5 separate regions of the Mus musculus genome follow, and all the other regions are linked to region 4. Evidence: chromatin contacts called from public Hi-C, HiChIP or PLAC-seq and promoter capture Hi-C data. All regions are on one chromosome and are shown on one strand. The core of a region is the stretch at or near the end of the contact, and the rest is flanking DNA. Distances in the headings are between cores, read along the strand shown.

Region 1 (2,700 bases), core at 43-2,542, 1.1 Mb after region 4:
TCCTCTCGTGGGTAGTCGTTGGGGACTGCAGTGGAGACAGAGAAAGCAGGCCTAAAGAAGTGACGTTCACAATCTATATTTGACTTGTTCTATATTTGCATTGCTGCTGGGGAAAGGTCCAGTGGAAAATGCGTGCTGTTCTAAATATATCCTCTCTATACCTGCTAGATTTGGATTGAAGCCTTAGGGGGCGGGGCACTGCTCAAGAGATCACCTCCAGAGAAGCATTTGGACTGGATTGTGTATCAGGTGTACCTACTGCAGACTGAGAAGGCTTGGGATCCAGTGGAAGGGTGACTTGGGTGTCACTCTGATGCTATTTCCTTCCTTATTCTGGGGCTCTGAGAGTGGCAGCTCAGAACACTGTCATAAACGCTGGGACATATCTTCCAGCTCTAAGGTAGTTGAGACTCAGCCTGCTGCGTTTGTTTGTTTGTTTTTAACGTCAGGTTCCCTGTTTATGAGATCATTTCGCTGGCGCTCTACTTCGGGCATTTCAGTGTTTTGTTTTCTTTCTATTGGGTGTATGAGGTGGGGGTGGGTGTTATTATAGCTTCCCAGGAAAGAGAGTATTTCATTCAGCATGCTTAACTGAGTTAAGCGCAGGCGTTCATAAATATTTATGAATGAGTGTATGCTAGGGTGAGTGACTTAACGGGTGAATGGACGAGATGCTTTAGAGTCCGTTGAGGGCTGTGAGGATCCGCTGTGGCTAATTTACCTCCGTAAGGGAGTTTACTTTCTCTTTTTTTCTGTACAGTCTGTTCAGGTTTCCACCTCGGCTTAAGGGTGAAGGAAGCAGAGCAAGAGCTCACTGGTCTCTGAAACTCACCTCTGCTGGGCGGGAACGCGCCCGGGAGGTGGGAGGGGGGAAAAGGGGCGGGCCGCTAAAGCAGTAGGGCGGGGCCACAGCTCAGAGGCGCGGTCAGAGGTTCTAAGAAGGCGGAGCTGTATGCCGGAGGGCGGGGCCAAGGGTGTGAGTCAGAGGGCGGGGTAACAGGAGATTCCGGGAGGGAGGAGCCGCAGGCCAGACTGCGGAAGAGTCTTAGGAGGGCGGGGCCAAAACGGCTGCCGTATGGATGAGGCCGCAAGGTAGAAGGGCGTGGCCTCCAGGGAGGTCCCGTGGGAGGGACTGCAAGTGCTAGCTAGTGGGGCTCGGGACCCACGCGGGAGGGTGGGATAGCAAGAACGCTAGGAGGGCGGAGTTTCATGCGGTGGGGCGGGGTCCTAGCACCGAAGGGCGGGGCCTCGGGTGCGCGCGGGTTGGGCGGGCCTGGCGCGGCTCCCGGGCACAATGGCCTGAGCGGCCCGCAGAGCGTGAGATCCACCCTGTTCGGGCCGCCCGGCTCACCGAGCCCTCTCTCTCACGGCGCGCCGGCGTCGGGCCATGTACTCGGGGAACCGTAGTGGCGACCAGGGCTACTGGGAGGACGGGGCGGGCGCCGAGGGCGCAGCACCGGCGGGCACGCGGAGCCCCGCGCCTCTCTTCAGCCCCACCGCGTACGAGCGCCTGGCGCTGCTACTCGGCTGCCTCGCGCTGCTGGGCGTCGGCGGCAACCTGCTGGTGCTGCTTCTCTACTCCAAGTTCCCGAGACTGCGCACGCCCACCCACCTCTTCCTGGTCAACCTGAGCCTGGGCGACCTGCTGGTATCCCTGTTCGGAGTCACCTTCACCTTCGCGTCGTGCCTGCGGAACGGCTGGGTGTGGGACGCCGTGGGCTGCGCGTGGGACGGGTTTAGCGGCAGCCTCTTTGGTGAGTCGCCCGGGACGCGTTCTCCTTGCCTCTCAACTTTCCCCCGGGTACATCAGCTCTGGGCCTCCGTCCTCCCCGGGATCGTCCCTGATAGCCAGTCATCACCCACAACTCCCTCTCTCTCCTCGAGAACCTCCCTTAGATACCCAACCCTCGCCTCCCTTCTCCCTTTCATCTGGTCTTCATCCCCAACTCTGTTTCCCTCCTTGCCTGGATTTACACACCCTTCTTCCCAGCCAGTCACCAACCCCAGCCCCTCCTGCCTCTGTAGCACTTTCCAAAGTCTCCCTGCCGCTGGCCATCTTATTTCCCCTCATCTATTTTTACTTCCTACTGTAGCTCTCAACAGGGCAGCTCACAGTGGACTTTACAGAGGGAGAAAGAAATGAGGCCCTGTAGAGTCAAGAGATGCAAGAAAAAAGTCAACTCCTGAACAGTGGAGGCGAGAACAAGGAGAGATTTAATTCACAAATTTAGTATTTGTTCCTCAGAATGACATGTAGAATCCTAAATAACGCAGTATTTTACCCCCTTTCACTCGTTAGCAATTATAAACAGTTGAATGCTTCCTAGGGGATGAGACTTTTTTTTTTTTTTAATTTCCTGTACATAGGTTCTGTCACACCAGAGGTTACAAATGGCGCAAAGGAGTCCAACTCATAATTAGCAGGGCAGCCAGTACATTTAATTGAAGTAGAACTTGTTGCTTTCTTGAAGATTTATATTGAGAATTGACAGGTTGAAGGTTGACTGATCCAGTATTCTAAGCCTGGGAAAAACGTGTGTGTGTGTGTGTCCCCTAGGGATTTTGTTTGTATAACGATTTAAAATAGAAATGGATATTTCTTAAGGCTTAAAGTCCCTTTCACAAACCTTAAAAACACATTGATAATTTACTATTGACTTGATCTTGCCAGATCTTAGAGAAAAACGTCTCTGTAATATC
Region 2 (2,700 bases), core at 64-2,563, 1.2 Mb after region 4:
GATGATAAGAAATATTCCAATTGTAAAGCTTTGTTTAAGTCAATGTGGGGAAAAGAGCCTTCGCATGCTAGTTATAGGGCTTTTTGTGCCATGGGAATCAGTAGAACAGATCCATCCAATAGGGCCACCAGAACTTCTCCATCCTGTCTATTTTAGCTGTTTGGGTGGCATTGCCCCAGAAGCAAAAGCTGGTATTGTTCCTGCCACAGTACAAGCCTGCAACGTCCATTCTAAAAGGCTAATCCCTAGAGGCCACTGTGGAAAAAAAAACCCACAAGGATAAGACGGAGATTGGTAATGCAATAGTTTTAGCACAGACCACTTCAAACACAACACGGTGCCTTCAAAGGAGACTGCTTCGCAGTAAGGGAGCATGGGAACACAGAAGCATAGGAGTGTGACCACAGCTTTGTCCACCCACCTCTGTGTATTACACAGTATCGTGACAGTTACCAGGGCAGGCTGGGAGGGAGAGGGAAATGTACAAAAGCCAGGGGATATCTGTACGTGGTGTGGGGGAAAGAGCCAAGAGGCAAACAGCTAGAGGATGAAGGACCAGGAAGGATTTGGGGAGTCAGGTTTTCATGTCATGCATATCCAAACTGTGTATCTTGTGCAAAATGCTTCCTCCATGGCACAGAGCTCTTCAGTAGACTCATCCTCTATCCCTTTTTCCCTCTCTCACTTTGTCTCCTTGTCACTCTCTGTTCCTTTTTTTGTGTCTTTGTGTGTAATGTTGAGTGAGATGGGTATGGAAATCATTGAGTGTCCTGCCTTGTCGTTCTCTGCCTTATTCCTCTGAGACTGGCTTTCAATGAACCTGGAGCCAGGTTAGCAGTCAGCTAGTCCTGGTGATTCTCCTGTCACTGCACCCCATAGCACTGGGATTGCAGGAATAGGTGTGCCTGTGCCTGGCTTTTTATGTGGGTGCTGGGTTATTGAGGGTGTGTTTTTATTTCTCTCTCTCTCTCTCTCTCTCTCTCTCTCTCTCTCTCTCTGTGTGTGTGTGTGTGTGTGTGTGTATGTGTGTTTGTGTGTGAATACAGGGACCCGTGGAGGTCAGAAGAGGGTGTGGCCTCCCCAAAGCTGGAGTTACAGGTGGTTATGAGCTTCCCAATGTGAGAGCTGGTACTTGAACTCAGACCCTCTGGAACAGTAGTAAGTGCTCTTATCCGCTGAGCTGTCTCTCCAGACTAGATGCTAGGGAATTGAACTCAGGGCCTCATGCTTGCTCAGCAAGCGCTCTTACTCTCTAAGTCCTCTTCCCAGATCCAGTGCATGTTCTTTTGAAGACATTGCATGCATAAAGGCTGAGGAAGTGGTGGCTTTCACATCTGGATCTTAGTGGCAGCTAGCCAATACGGGGTGAGAGGGACCCAGGTGCAGAGAGCCTGCAGAGGCCAAAAGAAGCCTGTCTCCCTGAAGATGTGTAGAAGTCTTGGTGTCCCAAGGATGACTGGATTTCCTCAGGCAGAGCAATTGAGTGGGTCAAAGCAACTTGATGTAGTTCTTAAAAGGCAAGGTGGCCTTTTTGTTTAACTAAAACACAACGGATGTCAATGCAATCACGCAGACACTGAAGGACTGACTAGCATGGCTGTAAACTTACCAGTCACCCAGTTTGTAAGAATTGAGAAATAGCAGTGGAGGTGGGGAAGGGACCACTTCCTCCCTTTTGTAGTGAAAGCTCTAAAATTGGAACTCCCACACACACCTGCTCCCTCTTGGGGGATCAAGAAAGCCTCGTGGCCTCTGGTCCCAGTCACTCTCTTTATCTAGTTTCTCTAGTATTTGAAGTACTATTAGAATGCCTTTGTTTACTGATAGGTGATTCACTCTGGCATGAGCTCAGTTGTATGGCTCAGCCTCCTCAGGATGCTCCATGGTAATGCAAAGGAAAAGTGAGATGAGATTGTGAATCAGATAGCAATGGGGTTGGCTATAGGCAGTGCTGCCTGGTTTCCTGGTCACACCATTGGGAAAGAAGCTGCCTTACTTTTGCCTTGATAAATCTCACAGGAGTCTGTGGGCTGTTTCCTTTTCTATGAAGTATGGCAGCTGGATTCAAGTTCAATAACTCTAAAGATTCTGCTATGCTCCAATGAACATACATCTTCTCTCCTCCAAACCTCTGAATAGACTTTGCATTTCAGATTTAAGTCTTAGAAATGAAGTCTCACCCAGTTTTCATCCATTTGATTAGGTTAATTCTGATTTGCTACTGATTTAAGATCCCTACAAAGTGTTTCAAACTTCCTCTGTAGCCTTCTTGTAAACTACAACTTCCCCCTTTTCTCCAAACCACTTTCCCATTTCCTGTCCATACCACACAACGAAGTTCCCCTTGTCTTATTCTGCTGATGCCTCTTCCCAGAAACCCTTGTCCTTGACTGTCCCTTGTCCTTCAGGAGAATATGGACCTTACTTGAGCTCTGTGATTCATAAGGCTCCATAAAAATAAAGCAAACTGGGAACCCCCCTCTCTGCCGTGGATATTTGGAGCCTTCATTCTCTCTCAGAGAAATAAACTCAGAGGGTATAATTAGATGTAAATATATTTTCTTCCAGTTATGAATGTCAGCACGAAAAACACAGAGCAAGATAATGGATTTGCTTTCAAAAACAACATCACCCTCTGGCCTCTATCGTTTTAGGAATTATAAAGCATTGAAAACATTTCTCATTCATTCTATACAGTCT
Region 3 (2,736 bases), core at 87-2,586, 1.4 Mb before region 4:
ACCCAAACGTAGCCTCCCTGCGGCGATCATTCTCTACCAGGTGCTTCTTCTAGGGGTATTATTGCACTTGGAACCTGAGGGGATCCAGCCTTTGAACCCTAGCCTGAATGTTTTCAGTTCTTCAAAGTTAGATGACATAATAAACAAGGCTGTCTTTCCCTCTCTAGCGGTCACGTCATCCACCTGTTGCATCACCTGGAAAGTGGCCTTCGGATTCTAGGATCACCTCTGTGATCGCTAAATAATTCAATGGCGCTATTTTCTACATAAATTTTCGCTTCTTTCATTTTTATGAGGATGCCTTGGAGGTGAGGGTGTATTGGCTCCGGTTCACCTCTGGGGAGACGCTAGCATCCGCATCGAAGCTGTGACTTTCTAGACTTGAAGGGCTTGAGAGTTGTCGGAAGCCTCGAGCATTTGGAGACAGACAAGGGCCAGCAGGAGCAGGGCAGAGGGGAGCTGAGCAGCTTAGAGGCCAGGTGGCAGTTGGGAGGGAGGTCGCCCTGCGACCGAAGCTTCGCGGATAGGACACGGCTCATCCGCCCAGGGGTCGGGCCCACAGCCAGGGGAGCTGAGGGCTGGGACGAGGCTCGAGCCCAAGCCCTCTTTCGGACTGACTGGGACACCTCCAGGAGGCGCGCGGGCCAGTCTCGGGATTAGAAGACAGCGCGACTGTCCCCTCCCCCCACCCCTGAGAACTAAGCTGGAGGCGGAGGCGCGAGGCAGGAAGCACCGGGCCGGGGTCCCGACCCCTGACAGGGCCGGCCAGCGCGGGCCGCCAGGGGACGCACTCACCATGTCGTAGACGTTGAGCACCACTAACTGGTTAGCCCCCATCCTTCTCCCCACGGCCGCCGCCTCGTCCTCCAGCCGCTCGGTCTCCGCGGGGCGGAGGCCGCTGCCACCCCCGCGGGCGCCTCAGGCAGGGCTCGAGCCGGGCACTAAGCGTCCAGCCCGGCCCACCGCAGCCGGGGCGGAAGCATCCGGCAGCCGGGACCGCTCCCGGGAGACGCTGTCAGAAACCTGTACGAGGACCCGGCCAGACAGGTGGAGAGGCAGCTCCAGCTCAGGCGCCTCCCCTCGGCCGCAGACACGTGGGGGAAGGCGGGGCCTGGGCGAGGGGCGGGCTTTAGGCACCCTGGAGGCGGGGCCGGCCAGGATCCAGGGATGAGCCCGCCTGCGCGTTGAGGCTCTCAGGCTCTGCAGCTGGAGACCTAAAATGGCGACAGGCCGGATGCCTCTTCACCCTGGTGGCTCGAGGTCGCAGAAAGACTACCGTTCCCAGAAAGCAGAGGGAGAACCCGCGATTCCTATTGGGCGTGTAAGCAGTCTGACTACATATCCCAGCATTCACCAGGATATTGTAGGCACTCACGTCTCCCTGGGAGACTACAGTTCCCAGAAAGTCCTGCGAAGAGTTTGTCAGGGGAACCTTCGCTGTTCGTCCTTGGCGAGCAGAGACTCCATTTGCCTTTTAGTTTTCAGTGCTGTTTCTGGTGTTTGTAGCGTGAGATGTGAATCCAACGCAATGTGAAGAAGTGATGACTAAGTTTTCCAAAGCCCTTCTGCTTTTTTTTTAATTTTTGAAAATATAGAAGTGAGGCAATAAAGGGAGGAAGGTTACCCTTGTAAAAGTAGGATGTAAGAAAGTCTCCTTTAACCCTCAAAACGGAATTCACATTTCGTGAATGACAGAAAGCTAGTCAAATATAAGAGAGCCAAGAATTCCAATTAGAGGAGACAAAAGTACATAGACATAAGACATGTTTTTTGTACTTAAGGAACAAAATAAAAGTTCTCTGTGGCTAGAATATAATGAGCAAAGAGGTGATCTGTGGACAGGCAGTTAACTGGTCAGAAGACATCCTGAGTTTTCAGTTAGCTGAGATTGAATATCTATTTTACATTTTAGATTTATCAATTGTGTGTGTGTTTGTGTGTCTCTGTGTGTGAAAGAGTGAAAGAGACTGAGAAAGACAGAAGACAGAGACAAAGACAGCAAGGGGTGCAGGTGACCAAAGAGGACAGAGGGCAGGGATGCTCTGCAACCGAAGTTATAGGCTGCTGTAAGTTGCTTGACCTGAGTGTTGGGAACCAAACTGAGATCCTCTGCAGAGCAACAAGTACTTTTAGTGGGCAAGCCATCTCTCCAAACTCTGAGGTTGGATTTTAAATGAAGAGTTGGTAGGGTTTGAGCCAAGGAACGACATGAATATGTACATAAGTCTCTTAAAAGATTGCTTGAGAGCTAGAGAGAAAGCTCAATGCTTAAGAGTACTGGCTGCTCTTCCAGAGGTCCTGAGTTCAATTTCCAGCAAACACATGGTGGCTTACAACCATCTATATTTGGGATCAGATGCCCTCCTCTGATATGTCTGAAGACAGATATGATGTACTCAGATAAATAAATAACTTTAAAAAATTAAAAATTGCTTGAGTTTCTGTGTGAAATTTTAATGAGGCAAGGGAAATAGAAACATGACCATTAACGTGGTAAATTGTAAAAGTGGCTTCTCAAATTATATATGACCTTTGATGCCTCTCTCTACTGTCTTTAGCAAGCTTTGGCTTGATTTGGTCAATGGGTTATTAACAGATATAATGCAAGAGATTTAAAAGGCACTTTGGATTTGTGGCTTGGTTTCTTCCTCATCTTGGGAGTCTAGTGACCAGCCTTATATTAAAAAGTGTGGACATTAAATTTGTTGGGGGAGTTAGGGGTAGTCTCAAAAATAG
Region 4 (2,700 bases), core at 83-2,582:
ACATTCCCAGCCCCTAGCACACATTTCTTGCTACAGATTTCTTAACTTCTGAAAATAAATCAGTCTTATGTTCATTATTCTTTTGGTTAACTTGTTCTCCATAATAATCATGTTGTAGTTGACACCACGAATTCACTATAACAAAGTCTCAAGTTTCCGGAGATTTCACATGTGGTCAAAAGAACAGAGCTAGCTAGCTATGAGTATGGAGAGCACTTTGCCAGATAATTATTCTTCTGGTTCTTTGCTCAGAAAACTTGAATTAACTAAGCTAGGCTTCGATTATAGTAATTATTACTTGATTAATAAGAAAGGCATAGGCTTTGAAGGTGGATAGGCCTGAATTCTGTACATGCCTTTGCCGCTACCAACCAGCTGTGTGAGTTTTGGCTTTGGTTTCCTGACCAGTAAAATGGAGTCATTAGTGAGATAAAGTTTTAAATACTTTGCTATATGAAAATAATGTAGATCAGTAGATATTGTATTATTTCAAATAACTATTAGTGTTTTCTTTCTGGACTTATACGTCAGATTTGCTATACTACACCAGAATTTGCATGTGTAAGAAATATAAATAAGGAATTTATTGAATTAAACAGCAACAGTATGGCAACAGGGTAAAAGTGGCATGGAGCTGCCCATGAGTTTGTGCTGGCACTGGTTGATAAGACACTTAAATCAAGATGTAGGTTCCTTGTTGGGTCAGGTAACCAACCACAAGGATAAGGATAATGCTGCTTAATCCTAAAAACAAAACTAAAAGATTTCATCCATAAGGTCAGAGCAACATCGGTCGTCTTCCTCCACAGCCTGGCTAGTGCTCAAGGAAAGTCTCTGGAAAAAACAAAACAAAACAAAAACAAAAAAACAAAAAACAACCCACTATTGCCCGTGGTACCTAAGAGCTACTAGGCACTGAGATTCGGAGCAACTCACCCCGGAGACTCCGTTGGTATTGCCCCAGACTGTCCTCCAGGGTAGAGTTCCCTGGGGACTTCGCCATGGGGTCAGAGATGGGAGTTATGCGGGAAAGTATCCAGTGCACCCCTCCGAGGACAGGCCTAGCGCTGGGGATGAGGGGATGCCTGCCTGCTTCCTGTCGCTGCTGTCACTAGGGAACCAGGAACCCCGGACCGAGCTCCTAGGGGCTCTTCCTACCCCCTGGCCCTCATGGTGAACGTCGGGAATTGTAGTTCTCAGGCTTAAAGCCTGCAGCCTCGAGAGTCCTATGAGCCTTCCAGCTATACTACGCTTCCCAGAGGGCTATGCGCTCGGAGCGCCACTCCGACAGTTTAGCGGCCTGAGGCTGTTGCCAAGAGACGGGTTGGCGCGCCGCGCCCTTTCCCTTTTGCATCGCTTGGATTAGTCCCGCTGTCCTGCCATCCTCAGCCAGCTGGATAGACTCGCTGACAGAACCGGCCCGGTGAAGGACTTAAGACTCTTCAAAACGGGCCGGTGTGGAGTTGATCCCTGAGCCCTCGCAAGCATTCACTGCAAACTCGGTTTTAGTTAGGAGTTCTGTCAAAACTGTTTTTCTCTAGAAAATGAAGTGTAAATCTTCCAAACAGCCAAACTGTGAAAGTGACGGACACTGCAACTCCTAGCCTGCTCAGAGCCCCGCCCTCCGCGTGGAGTTGGCGCGCTGCCCGCTGGGAATCGTAGTCCTGGTTGGTTGCGGTCCCACTCCAGCCAAGCGGCTCTTTATTGTTCAAGACTGTCTTGAGGGCACGCCTGCGCAGTGGGCAGCTGCGAGAGCGTGTGGGTGAGACCCTCTGCAAAGCCCCCTTTCATTGTCTGGGTCTGGCGCCTGCGCAGTGAGGCATCGCTGGGCCCTGGCTGGAGGAGGGAGAGGACCTGGCTCGCTGCCCTTTGCGAGGCGCCTGCGCACTGAGCTGCCGTTCGCTGCCGTTCCCGCTATGTGTGGGGCGTGTGTGGAATAACGTTATTGCCCAGCGGAACCGAGGGGCCCCCAGCTCCACGGCGGCGGCGACGACGACGACGACAACGGCGAGGGGGTGGGGGGAGGACAGCGTGGCAGAGACAGACGGGACGCGCCGCGCCCCGCCTCCCGGTCCGGTCCCTCTCTGCGGTGAGGGGTAAGTGATGCGCTCGGGGTCGGCATGGCCCGGGATTCTGCACATCCATAGCTCCGGCGGCCGGGGCCGGGGCCTGGGCGCGGCCCGCGGCGGGATGGAGTGCGGGCCTGGAGGGCGAGGGGCGCCACCGGGACGCCCCGCGCGGCCGCCGCCCTCCCGTCCCCTCCCTCCCCTCCCCCATGGGCTGCGGCCGGCTGCACAGGGCCGGCTTCCCTTCAGTGCGCCCGGTCCTCTTCTGTTCACTCCCGCTTTGTGTAGCCGCCGCCTGAGCTGCCTGGGAACGCTGCGGGCGGAGCGTCTAAGGAATGGCTGCGCTGCCGCTGGGCAAGGGAGTTTTCCAGGGCGCCCATCCCTTTTGTAGGGTTGGTTTCGGGGTGTGAGGAGGGTGGCGGCGGTGAGGAGGGGGTGACGGACGACTAGCCTTCAGATGGCGTTGGGAGGGCGTGGAAGACGTGCTGTCACGCAGGCTGCCGGGCGACAGCACACCACGTAGCCTCCAGCTCGGTAGTAAACCCACGGGAGGAGCGAGTGGCTTCCTGTGGGCTTCATTGTCCCAAGATTCAGTTGTTGGGTTTGGGTCTAGTTCACTTCCATTTTTATTCAA
Region 5 (2,700 bases), core at 160-2,659, 1.6 Mb before region 4:
TTTATACAACATATTTTGATCATATTCTTTCCCTTCCCCCAACACCTCACCGACACTCCCTGCCCTCTAACTTCATATTCTTTGTAAAAACAACAACAAAAAAGTAGAATAAAACCTTCCATTTCTAAAATAGCACCACAAAAATCTTGATACCTTAGTAGAGTTAAAACTCTATACTACAATGCCGACTTCTGAGATTAATTTTACCATCTATAAATCACAGGTCATCAATAAGATCTCTAGCTGCCAGGAGTGGTGGCGCACGCCTTTAATCCCAGCACTCCGGAGGCAGAAGCAGGCGGATTTCTGAGTTCGAGGCCAGCCAGGTCTACAAAGTGAGTTCCAGGACAGCCAAAACCAAAAAAAAAAAAAAAAAAAAAATCTAGGGTCTCAAGTTTCCCTGCTGGGTTCCTGTAATCACCATGACAATGGACTAAACAACTCGTGTAAATATTAGTTGTTAACCTAACTACTGTGTTCCAAACCAGAGGGTGGGGGTGGGGGTGGGGGAATACAAGAGGGAGGGGAGAGAGTCAGCAAAGATGGAGTGTTACTTTCACTTTTTTTGCAATGTTTGCCATTTACTATTTTAGGGCTTGCTTGACTATTTATTTAGCGGTGATGTTGTCAATTTATCACGTAATGGCTGTTGAGTCACAGATCCGATTTTAAGTCATTCGGCTGGGTTAGCAACAATTCAAAAGGTCTTGCAGTTCAACATGAAACATTAGTTTTTCGGGTCCCCTGAGGCCTCTCGGGTACCCGGCCGGTCTGGGCGGCCCGACAAGTCCCGGCTGGGTTTTCTTTAAAGTGATTAAAGTGCGTGTTCCTTATGCAAGGCTCTAGCGCGACCCGGGCCGCTAGGGCCCAGTCTGACCTGGAGGCTGCGCTCCGCCTGGCGGAGGAGGAGGCAAAATGGAGGCGGCTGGGGCCGGGTTGGGCCGGGCTGGGCGGGGTTTCGGCACAGCCGCAGAGGATCCCGCCAGGTTCTAGTCGCAGCTCCAGTCCTCCATGAGGCCGCCCTCCGGGTTACCCACAGCCCACCCAGACCGCGGCTGGCGCCCTCACGGGGAGGGGAGGTGCCAGGGACAAGGACGCCATTATGAACCTCCCCGGCGGGGGCTACAACAGCCCGCGCAGACCTCTCGAGGGGACGGGAGGGCGGACGGTGGGGACGCGGGCTGGCGCCGCTTTTCAGCCCACTGTCGCCACGCCGAGGGGCTCAAGATGTTGGCCGGGGGGCGCTTCCTCAGGCGCAGAGGCGACGTCGTGGCACCCCAGGCAGGGTCCTACCTGTCCCTTCCGCGTCCCTTTCCTCCGCCATCTTGGTGCGGAGCCGGTCGCCCGGGAGACATCCAGCACGAACCCTGCGGGACCCCGCGGGCGGAGAAAGCCCCTGGATGCACGGTGGCCCCCCGATCCCCGCCCCCACCAGAACCGAGGCCCGCGTTCTTTGGGCCTAGGGGCGTCATTTATTAACAAGGCTCCGGAACCCGCCTGGGCCTGATTGTGACTGTCAAGGACGTAGTGTGCCTTGCTTATTTCTTTATTCATTTCTTTAATTACTTATTTTATTCAGCTTTTTTTTTTCCCGGCCGTCTCAGGTGCGCCCCAGAACCGGGCGCAGACCTGGCGGCCCCTTACACGGTCCCTCCCCGAAAAGCGTCCGCCCACCCCAACCCCACCCGAGCCAGGCCTTGTGGCTCTCTGGCGTCACCCTCTCCTGAGCGGAGCCACTCTGCCAGTCACGGAACTGGAGCGAAAACGGACATGGGCCAGTGCAGGAGGAAGCCCAGCCTTTCCCCGGGATCGCAGAGAGAGAGAGAGAGAGAGAGAGAGAGAGAGAGAGAGAGAGAGAGAGAGAGGACTTGCTGTAGAAAAACATGTGCAAAATAGGCGCAAACACTGCGTCGCCAAGGCTGCAATTTCTGATACAAAATAGTGTTCTCATAGCAACAAATAAATTGACGGTCTGTTCTCAGGGATACACACATTTTGTATGTTGATGGTGCAATTTGGCATGACCTTCCGATGAGAATTTTGAGTACTGAGAAACTTGGCTATCGCGTGTTTTGTTATTTGATGGATAAGCTCAGAATACTAAGATTCTCCCTTAAATGAAACCCCCCCAAAACAAACAAACAAACAAACAAACAAAAAAAACCCAACAGTTTTGAAATGTCTAACAATGTGACTCAAATTAATATCTAGTTTTAATCTTTAATGATAATTTCATGGTATATGTGTACTTATTTAAATATTTTTGTAAAAGTAACTAAATGTAGAGGCCTTTGTTTTGTCTTGATTTTTCTTTAATATAGTTATTTATTCACTTTACATCTCAGTATTTTATTTTTTATTATTAGTTTTTATTCATCGAAGTTCTGTAATCTCAGTGAATGAACCCTCAAAGCAGGCCAACTGTACTCTTCATTAAAATATTTTTTTCTATAGGCAATAAAGATTTGATGAAGTGTCTAACTACAATTTGAATAATCAGAAAATGGTGCATATCAAGCAAATTTCCCCAGCACTCAGGAGGCAGAGGCAGGCAGATTTCTGAGTTCGAGGCCAGCCTGGTCTACAGAGTGAGTTCCAGGACAGCCAGGGCTACACAGAGAAACCCTGTCTCAAAAAAACAAAAACAAAAACAAAAACAAAACAATAAAACAAAAAGAAAGAGAAAGAAAGAAAGGAAAA

Evidence for each region. Promoter capture Hi-C pulls out the DNA fragments that hold promoters and counts their contacts. A called contact is a pair of places that touch in the nucleus more often than the background predicts. HiChIP or PLAC-seq counts read pairs in DNA pulled down with a chosen protein or histone mark.
Region 1: a contact with region 4 is called in a Hi-C map of natural killer cells, with 8 times the contacts expected there. The contact joins the promoter of Opn3 here to the promoter of Sdccag8 in region 4. A contact is called at or near these places in 7 of 39 promoter capture datasets (the HPC-7 cell line, cranial neural crest, embryonic stem cells and 3 more), 9 of 484 Hi-C or Micro-C datasets (CD4 T cells, CD8 T cells, Sertoli cells and 5 more), 5 of 115 datasets of contacts at active chromatin or transcription factors (astrocytes, embryonic forebrain, embryonic stem cells and 2 more) and 1 of 9 other capture datasets (adipose tissue).
Region 2: a promoter capture Hi-C map of pre-B cells shows a contact between it and region 4. The contact joins the enhancer-like site here to the promoter of Sdccag8 in region 4. A contact is called at or near these places in 3 of 39 promoter capture datasets (frontonasal cranial neural crest, hippocampal neurons and pre-B cells), 1 of 484 Hi-C or Micro-C datasets (B cells) and 2 of 115 datasets of contacts at active chromatin or transcription factors (acute myeloid leukemia and large pre-B cells).
Region 3: a contact with region 4 is called in an H3K27ac HiChIP or PLAC-seq map of microglia, with 7 times the contacts expected there. The contact joins the promoter of Desi2 here to the promoter of Sdccag8 in region 4. A contact is called at or near these places in 6 of 39 promoter capture datasets (3T3-L1-derived adipocytes, hippocampal neurons, liver and 2 more), 1 of 484 Hi-C or Micro-C datasets (B cells) and 3 of 115 datasets of contacts at active chromatin or transcription factors (astrocytes, fibro-adipogenic progenitors and microglia).
Region 5: a contact with region 4 is called in a promoter capture Hi-C map of pre-B cells, with 5 times the contacts expected there. The contact joins the promoter of Efcab2 here to the promoter of Sdccag8 in region 4. A contact is called at or near these places in 5 of 39 promoter capture datasets (the 3T3-L1 cell line, the C10 cell line, embryonic stem cells and 2 more), 1 of 484 Hi-C or Micro-C datasets (uterus), 3 of 115 datasets of contacts at active chromatin or transcription factors (bone marrow-derived dendritic cells, large pre-B cells and microglia) and 1 of 9 other capture datasets (liver).

What each region holds. Positions count from the first base shown.
Region 1 is chr1:175,691,224-175,693,923 of GRCm38.p6, reverse strand. Opn3 (opsin 3) reads left to right here and starts at 1,292. Exons shown (of 4, transcript NM_010098.3): 1 at 1,292-1,754. The coding sequence starts at 1,388. It overlaps Gm39707 (a long non-coding RNA gene), which reads right to left and starts at 878. Exons shown (of 3, transcript XR_865748.2): 1 at 833-878.
Region 2 is chr1:175,639,609-175,642,308 of GRCm38.p6, reverse strand. All of the region lies in intron 4 of Kmo (kynurenine 3-monooxygenase (kynurenine 3-hydroxylase)), which reads right to left. Among named protein-coding and RNA genes, the nearest start is that of Kmo, 8.8 kb to the right of the region's middle. Within about 2 kb of position 1,313, at least 50 of the 459 cell types and tissues checked have an H3K27ac peak or open chromatin away from gene starts, as enhancers often do. A contact at or near this core is called in B cells and pre-B cells, where this site is marked.
Region 3 is chr1:178,186,017-178,188,752 of GRCm38.p6, reverse strand. Desi2 (desumoylating isopeptidase 2) reads right to left here and starts at 1,336. Exons shown (of 5, transcript NM_024282.3): 1 at 796-1,336. The coding sequence starts at 837.
Region 4 is chr1:176,813,292-176,815,991 of GRCm38.p6, reverse strand. Sdccag8 (serologically defined colon cancer antigen 8) reads right to left here and starts at 1,332. Exons shown (of 18, transcript NM_029756.3): 1 at 937-1,332. The coding sequence starts at 1,003. It also overlaps a transcript of Cep170 not described here.
Region 5 is chr1:178,404,727-178,407,426 of GRCm38.p6, reverse strand. Efcab2 (EF-hand calcium binding domain 2) reads right to left here and starts at 1,409. Exons shown (of 7, transcript NM_026626.3): 1 at 1,294-1,409. The coding sequence starts at 1,324.